Regions from separate parts of the Mus musculus genome. Here region 1 is linked to region 2. Evidence: chromatin contacts called from public HiChIP or PLAC-seq data. All regions are on one chromosome and are shown on one strand. Each heading gives the region's core, a stretch centred on a gene start, on an enhancer-like site or on the middle of the called end of the contact. The rest is flanking DNA. Distances are from core to core; before and after follow the strand shown.

Region 1 (4,095 bases), core at 777-3,276, 91 kb after region 2:
TTTAAAAACTGAATGTTTTCTTTTCTGTGGTTGGGGGTGGGGTGGTGTCTGTGTCTCAGTATCATGTCCAAGGTCTTAGTCCTGAAGAGGGCATGTTACATGAAGATTGCTTTTTGTGTATAATGAACCAAGAGGCTAAACATTTATTCTGTCAAATTTGACTTACTCAGGAATCTTAATGACAATAAAATCTTATAACAATAAAATTAGTGCCTTTAATCTCAGCACTTGTTCCAGGACAGCCAGGGCTACACAGAGAAACCCTGTCTTGAAAAACTCAAATAAATAGATAGATAGATAGATAGATAGATAGATAGATAGATAGATAGATAGATAGATGATAGATAGATGCTTGTTATAACACAGAAGGAAATAGGGGCTATTTCGCAAGGCATCATGACAAGTGTAATTTTGGTCCTTTGGAGTTGGTGGGGTTTTTGTTGTTTGTTCCCTTGATTTTCGAGAAGGGGCCTTAGGCTGTAGCCCCTGCTGGGCCTAAACTTGTAACAGTCCTGCCTCAGCCTCCTGGGATCTAGGCATGAGCTGCTCGCTCCCTGCGTCCAGAGGTAAATGGAAAGTTTTGCTGTATCTGTTATCTGTAAAGACAGGTTTGCCTCGTTACAGATTATGGCAGATGGCACACAGCTTCCTTACTGGTTTTGAAAGTGTGGATCCGAGTGTTAGGAACATAAAGGATATCTAATCCTGAATTTGGATGACAATTGCCAAGTTCTGAATTGAAATGTCATATGTTAGATGTGATGTTGTTCGTGGCTTTATTGGACAGATCCTGATGGCCAATTGTGAGTGTCCTTGACACTTTAAGCCAAGGGTTTCAACAGTAATAGTACTGTGGTCCACCAGGGGGTCCTAGAGCCTTTTACCATTGCTGATGGAGTTCATTGCTTGTATTTTTGGACTCCTGTGGACGGCAGCCATGGCTTCCACTTTAAGGTGTCTACTGTCTTAGGCTATGAAGCTAGCTAGCTCCCCCCCCCCACCCTTTTTAAGGTTTTGAGTTTTTTTGAGAAGGTCTTGTGTGTGTGTGTGTGTGTGTGTGTGTGTGTGTGTGTGTGTGTGTGTGTAGCCCTAGTTGTCCTAAAACTTACTCTGTAGAGCAGGCTGGCCCTGAACTCAAAGATCTGCCTGCCTCTGTGCTGGGATTAAAGCCATGGCACTATCGCAGGCCTTTTGCCTCTTAAGTGGTTTAAACACTTAGGCACACAGCGCCTCCTCCTTCTCCCTCCTTTCATGTGATGCCTCTCAGAAGAAGCAAAAGAGAAGACTGGATTGGTAAGAGACACAGACTCCTCAGGAATTCTCGTCCTCGTTTCACATCACTTGAAACTGAAAGACCCACAACGTGAGGACTCCCCCACGTTCTGACTCAGGAGAGGCGACACCCCAAAATCACCCACAAGAAACGGGTCTTGCTGCAAATTGCAAGAGGATTTTTATTCAAGAGCGCTCTCGGGCCCATGGTCATACACCACGCAGGGGTAGAGGACCGTGGCGCCCCGAGTAGCTGGGTAAGGGGGTATTTAAAGGAAGAAACCGAAACTCAAGGAAGTGGGGAGGGCGTTGTTGGAAGATACCAAAGATACCAGTTAAGAGTCACAAGGAAGTGTAAAGTTACAAGAGTCACAAGGAATACCTGGTAATTGTTAACTCTCAAGACAGCTTCTAAGAGCCCCTAACAATAGCACATTTGCATTGCAGGTTCTGGGTGACTTTCTTTGAATGAGCACTCTTTGAACCCAGGAAGCGGGTGGGTCGCTATCTCTTTTATGATTAGCATACCTTTACAAAGGCCACATTCCCAAGCCTGGGCCTAAAGGCCTAGAATTCTGTTTTTACGTTGTTGTACTTTCAAAACTTGACAACGGTTGGCCAGAGATGCGCTTTTGGCCGAAGTTGCTTTCTGTTCAGACAGGTGGCCAAGAATCAAGTTTTCTTGTGGGTGTCCATTTTGTGTGACCTTGAGCTGCAGCTCTGCAGTTTTCCACTTCGGTCAGCAGGGGGCAGGCTATCCCTGACTCCCTTTGGGCTCTTGGCCTTCTATCCTAGAACTGCAGCCAATCCCAAGTGAGAAACTCAATCTCATCCAAGTCTCAAGTCTCCATCAGCCTCCAAATCTCAGCTCAGATCCCAAATGAGAGACAGTTCCCCAGGCAACCACAGCCTCGAGCAGAGCACAGTGGGAAAACGTGTCCCTCAGACCTTGGCGTTTAGGTCACCATCCCAAGCTCCTGGCGGACGCTGCCCAAAGGACAAAAGGGAATTCTGATCTGGGCCTCAGATTGCCCCTCTGGGAAACCACATACTTACCAGAGGGTAGCTATCCGTTCTGCCCTAGCTTGTTTTGTTTTGTTTTGGTTTGGTTTTGGTTTTGGTTTTCGAGACAGGGTTTCTCTGTAGCCCTGGCTGTCCTGGAACTCACTTTGTAGACCAGGCTGGCCTCGAACTCAGAAATCCGCCTGCCTCTGCCTCCCAAGTGCTGGGATTAAAGGCGTGTGCCACCACACCCGGCCTGCCCTAGCTTTGCCTAGACCCTTGCCCTATCAGCTGGTGACTTTAGTAAAGGTTAGTTAGGGTCCAGGGGCTGGTTTGTTTGCTCCTTGTGCTCTGCTCAAGACTGGAATGTTCTGGATCATAGCAAAACCAGCCCCCACTGCCTGATACAGAGTGGACCTTCTAATAGTTAACCAAACAAGCTAGTTTTACTAAATAGAAGGCCAGGCTCAGGGTCAGCAAGAGAACTCAATGGGTAAAGGTTGTCAAACCTAACAAGCTGAATTTAGTTCTCTGCAAGAATTTATTCCTGCAAATTGTCCTCCGACCTTCACTCCCCATCCCTCTGTGTGTGTGTGTGTGTGTGTGTGTGTGTGTGTCATTAACTCATATATCTCTCCCATCCATTCCTATACAAAATTTAAAACCTTAAAAATGTATTTAAAAAAACAACAACGCAAAGGCCTGGCACACAGTGTGAAGGCAGGGGCGCATTGAGAGTGTGGGTGGAATTGGGGCTCACAGACTGGGCATCCATCCAGCACAATGGGAATCTTTCAGCTGGCCCCTCAGGGCTGTGTGCTGCCTGGAAGCACTGGGGACATTGGGGACATTGGGGACACAGTGTGCATGTCTAAGATGTGCTGGGAACCGCCTCCACCCTGGCCCTGTGGAACACTTTTCTTGGTAATTTTCCTGTTTTGTTCTGGGAGAATATCCTAGCGATGATTTACAGCAGCCAGCTCCCTTCCTGAATGACCCATGATCTGTAGCTGTGGAGAGGGATGGGCTCAGAGGAGACACGAATATCACTTCCAGCCCCAGTGAGGACACTGTGTCTCTAGCCTTGAGTTGTGTGTCTGATGCCAGGTACCAGAGACCCAGGGCAGACTTTACACCATGAGGACTGGGAGGAAAGGCACAAATTTAGGAGCATAAAGGGAAGGGGATTCTGATAAATGACAGGTCCCAAGTCAATATTACCTCCTTCCAGGCTCAGATACTAGCAAAGAGGGGTGCTTCTTAAGTCCCCAGATACAGCCAGAAAAGGGCAGAGAGCAGCAGCCTAACACACCAGCCCAGAGACCAGATTTGATCTCACCAGACTCTGAAGATCTCCTTCAGTATCTGCTAGCCATCCTTCTCCAGGGTCCTGAAGGCCACGCGTAACATCTTGTACCCCTACCATGATGCCGCTAATGACCTTATCATGTTTGCAGGGGCAGAAACCAAGCCATGTGCTGCCAGTGTCAGAATCCTCTGTATCTGCTAACGATCCTATAGCTCCTGCTCCAAGACTCGGCCTCCTTCTTGACACCATCCTGGAGACTTGCTTGTGAGTGCCACGCCATTACCCCTGTCACCTCTCACTCTTTCCACACCCTATCCATGCCTCCCCAAAGACTTTTAGTGACAACCAGTGTGTGTGCCAGCTGAGCGATGCGCATCTCTCCGGTTTCCTTCCCCATCCCGATCACTCTCCTCTTGAGCAGCTGCAATAGACAGAAGCCGCAGGGGTCTGGGATCTCCCTTCTCCTTCCCCAAGAACAGGGATGGCTTGGAGTTTTATCGCCACCAGGCTGC
Region 2 (4,165 bases), core at 1,192-3,691:
CTCTGCTTCCTATTTCTTCTTCTGCCAAGTTCACACTCTCTAACCTGGGCTGCTATCATTATCTCAGCTGGCTTTGCTGCCCTAGTCTCTCCCCGACATAAACTGATTCAGTGAAGACAGACTTTCGATTGTGTCCCTGTTGGGTCTGAAATTCTTCCACCATGCCTCATTACCTCCTAAGAAAAGAGACAGGGGCTGGCGAGATGGCTCAGTGGTTAAGAGCGCCGACTGCTCTTCTGAAGGTCCCGAGTTCAAATCCCAGCAACCACATGGTGGCTCACAACCATCCATAACGAAATCTGATGCCCTCTTTTGGAGTGTCTGAAGACAGCTACAGTGTACTTACATATAATAAATAAATAAATCTTTAAAAAAAAAAAAAAAAAAAAAGAAAAGAGACAGGTGGGCTGGAGAGATGGCTCAGTGGTTAAGGACACTTCAACTGTCTGTAACTCCAGTTCCAGGCCATCTGAAACCCTCTCAGCAATGCACATAAAACATAAAATTAAATTTTATATATATATATATATATATATATATATACATATATATGACATGGTTTTTCTTTTTCTTTTTTTTTTGGTTTTTCAAGACAGGGTTTCTCTGTATAGCCCTGGCTGTCCTGAAACTCACTCTGTAGACCAGGCTGGCCTCGAACTCAGAAATCCGCCTGCCTTTGCCTCCCGAGTGCTGGGATTAAAGGCGTGCACCACCACGCCCGGCTATATGACAGTTTTTTTGTGTATTGTTTCAACTTCCTTGTCCTCCATTTTCCCATAGGTCTTTGGGACCAATCAACCGCCATCACTTCCTGATTCTAGTGTTCCTGACTCTCCCATCCCCTTTGAAGCCCTTGCTCATAGTGATTGCAGATTCTTTGGTCTCCTACTTCTTTGCTTATTTTGTAGGCCCTTCCTCATCTATTTGATCTCTAAACACTAGAAGGGGAAGGGTTTCAGGGGTTGTGAGGGTTCCCACTCTCTTGGTGATCTAATTTCACTCGTTAATACTGAATTTAACCACTAGCCCGAGCCTCTTTACAGAATCCTGGATCAGGAGATAGATCTATTAATAGAAATCTCAAACTAATTATGTCTAAAATGTCCTTTACCATCCTCTAATCTGCTTGACCCCATCTCTTCCCCAATCTCAGTTAAAGATGATGTCTTCTCTCTAGTTGCTAAGGCCAAAAACATTAGCATTGTCCCGTAAGCCTCTCTCACAAAACTTTTTCTAAAAAAAAAATATATATTTACTCATTTTTATTTTGTGTCCTTGAGTCTTTGCCTCCATGAATGTATGTGTGCTTGGTGCCCAAAGAGGCCCAAAGAGGGCATTAGGTCTCATGGAAGTATAGTTTCAGACAGTTCTGGGCTGCTACGAGGGTGCAGGGAACAGAACCCAGGTACTCTGTAAGAGCAGCCAGTTCTCTGAGCTGCTGAGCCAGCTTCTGCAGCTTCTGCATGAGTAGTGAGCAGAATGAATTTCCGTTCACTAACAGGTCCTTCGGGTTTTCCTTTAGAAAATATTCACCATTGGATCGCACCTCGTTAACAACTCTGCTATGTGCTGGTCCAAGCCAACATTTCTACTCATGACCTTTAACTTTCTCCAGCCCCCTGGATTTCCTCTGGCTGTTTTCACCAGCAGTTACAGCGATCCTGATTTTTGTCTGTTTGTTTTAAAATCCGATCTGAGATTGTTAGTCTCCATCTAAAACCTGTCATAGAAGAGACTGATGTCCTCACAGTTCCTCCTGATGAGTAGTCTCCGTTTCTCCTGTCCTCACTGGCTGCTCCACCATCCCACCGCACCCCATTCCCACCCCTGTGGCCTGTGGTTTCTCAGATTTGACAACACAGACATCTCAGAGTTTTCAAATTTTCTTTATCTTCTGCCAGAAAGGTCCTTCATCCTTTACCGGGTATCTTTAGACAGGACTCATTTCCATGCCCTAGATCTTAATCCTTTGCCTTCCTAATGAGAGCTTCTCTTGTTTAACAAATTAGTTACAAATTATTTGTCTCCCACACTTTACTTCTTCCCGGATTTATTTTCCTATAGAGCCATTTTTACCATAGGACATATGCCATTTTTAACTTAGTCAAGGCTTATCAAAGACAGGGACCTCTATGGGGTACCTCCACTCTTCAGCACCTAAAAAAAAAAAAGTGGCTGTCACGCAAAAGGGTGTATGCGACCTCTGGGGAGTGCACAGATGCATAGGACCACAGAGGACCAGAGAAAGAAAAAAACTCAAGTCCAAGAAGACTTCCTGGAGGAGTAAGTCCCTGACAATCATTCCCAAGCCCCTCCCATACATCATTAGGGAAAGAGCCCCGCCCACTAAGGAGGAGGGCAGCCGGAAGTAGACTTCAGGGCGGAAGCCAGGCTAGTACGACTGGGCCCTCTTTCCGACCTGCCCACGGCCCCGCCCACCTGAATGTAGGTGAAAGGTCGGCGGAGCCGCTCGGGCAGCGGAGCAAGACCAAGACTGCCCGGAGCTGACAGACAGACAGACAGAAGACTGAGCATGGCAGACGAGCCGAAACCCATCAGTCCGTTTAAGAACCTCCTGGCTGGCGGCTTCGGCGGCATGTGCCTGGTGTTTGTGGGGCACCCCCTGGACACGGTCAAGGTGCGCGGAGTGTGGACGGGGGCTTGTGGAGGAATGCCCCGGGGCGGTGTGTGTGTGTGTGGGGGGGGGGGGGGGGGTTACGTGGAAAGTAGGGACCGCCGCGAGGTGCTGCCTTTCTGAACAGAAGTGGAGCCGGGCTGATGGATGCTTCCTTCCGTGGGAAGTTTACAGAGGGTTGGTATGTAGTTTACTAGGAAGCGCTGCTTTACCTAACCCGGCCAGAGGCTCTGCATTCAACTCCCTGGCACCTCAAAACAATTTTTTTTTCCTCTCGAGAATCAATACGAAATAGACAGAGGCTGTACCTCGCGCCCTAAGAGCCCTACAGCTCCTATTTCAAGGTCTTCGGATGGCAGTCTTTTTTTGAGCCCTGCGCACTTCTTTGGAGATGAGAAAGAAAAAGCTGCTGTCTGTGCCCGGTTAACCCTGATATTGTTATAAAGATTGGAACAGGTTATCTGTAGACTTGACCTCCCCCACAAATTAAGGACAAAGGTGGCAGAGATGTCCTTTGACACAGTCTCGTAAAGCCGGTGTGTCCCATAGCCTATCTCTTGTGCACTTTTCTTTGCCTGAAGAGGCACCTGGCCATTTACAGCCAGTCATTCACTGCAGGGTAAGCTGCATAGTCACCCCCATAGCAAGCAATGACCAGCCAGGCTCAGGTGTGGAAATCGAGGGGACCTTTCTCTCCTCAGCCTTTTATTCTTCCTCTTGCTGTACTCTCAGCCAGGTCTTGTGGAGACTAAAATCTATATTCGATGACTTAGCTCATAGATGAGCTCATATAAGCTCGTAGCTTATAGGTTTCTTTTTTCTTCTTCTTCTTCTTCTTCTTTTTTTATGGACATAGACCTGAAAGGAAATGACAGGTCATAGCCAGGATGAGCCTGTGAGAAGAAGACATGAGTCTTTTGTGTGTGTGGATGGCGTGTTGCTGGGGGCTGGAAGCCAGAGAAGATGTGAATCTCATAAAGGTGGTAACCTCGGTTGGGGGCTTGATAGGATGTCAGATCCAGTTTCCTCTGAAAGAGAACAGTATCCAAGGGCTCTTCCTTGGCAGGCTTGACAGCAGGCTATCTCACGGCCTCTGTTCAAAGTGAGGCTCACCACAGACAGCTCATCCCGAGGAGACTCTGTAGTGTTCATCTGTGAGAAATCAGATCCTATCAGTAGCAAAGGCTGTGCTTCTTATTCTTAGTGCTCCTAAGACAGTGGCAGGTTCAAGTAGCTCTGTCTAGCAAGGGGGAGTTTGTTTGGCCTTTATTTCTAATCTTATTCTACAGAGGCAGAAATCTTGTCCTGCACACCTGAGACTTTTAAAAAGCAATATCCTGACTCCTTATATAAGTGTACTCCTCTCTCGTCTCCTCTTGCTCTTGATGTTACACCCAGCAAGGGCCTAGTGACCTCTGTACAGGATTATAAACGACTGAAAGTGCTCACTGGAGTCTTGACAGAGAGGATTTTCCTTTGCAGTATAAACCAAACCCATGGCTGACCACTGTCCTTTTGACCTCGGAAAGC

Evidence for each region. HiChIP or PLAC-seq counts read pairs in DNA pulled down with a chosen protein or histone mark.
Region 1: a contact with region 2 is called in an H3K27ac HiChIP or PLAC-seq map of embryonic stem cells, with 7 read pairs. The contact joins the enhancer-like site here to the promoter of Slc25a20 in region 2. A contact is called at or near these places in 2 of 39 promoter capture datasets (liver and macrophages), 8 of 484 Hi-C or Micro-C datasets (the G1E-ER4 cell line, bone marrow-derived macrophages, embryonic fibroblasts and 3 more), 3 of 115 datasets of contacts at active chromatin or transcription factors (all in embryonic stem cells) and 3 of 9 other capture datasets (adipose tissue, liver and pancreatic islet).

What each region holds. Positions count from the first base shown.
Region 1 is chr9:108,751,470-108,755,564 of GRCm38.p6, forward strand. No RefSeq gene overlaps it. Among named protein-coding and RNA genes, the nearest start is that of Gm24259, 15 kb to the left of the region's middle. Within about 2 kb of position 2,027, at least 40 of the 459 cell types and tissues checked have an H3K27ac peak or open chromatin away from gene starts, as enhancers often do. A contact at or near this core is called in adipose tissue and embryonic stem cells, where this site is marked.
Region 2 is chr9:108,659,695-108,663,859 of GRCm38.p6, forward strand. Slc25a20 (solute carrier family 25 (mitochondrial carnitine/acylcarnitine translocase), member 20) reads left to right here and starts at 2,442. Exons shown (of 9, transcript NM_020520.5): 1 at 2,442-2,638. The coding sequence starts at 2,534.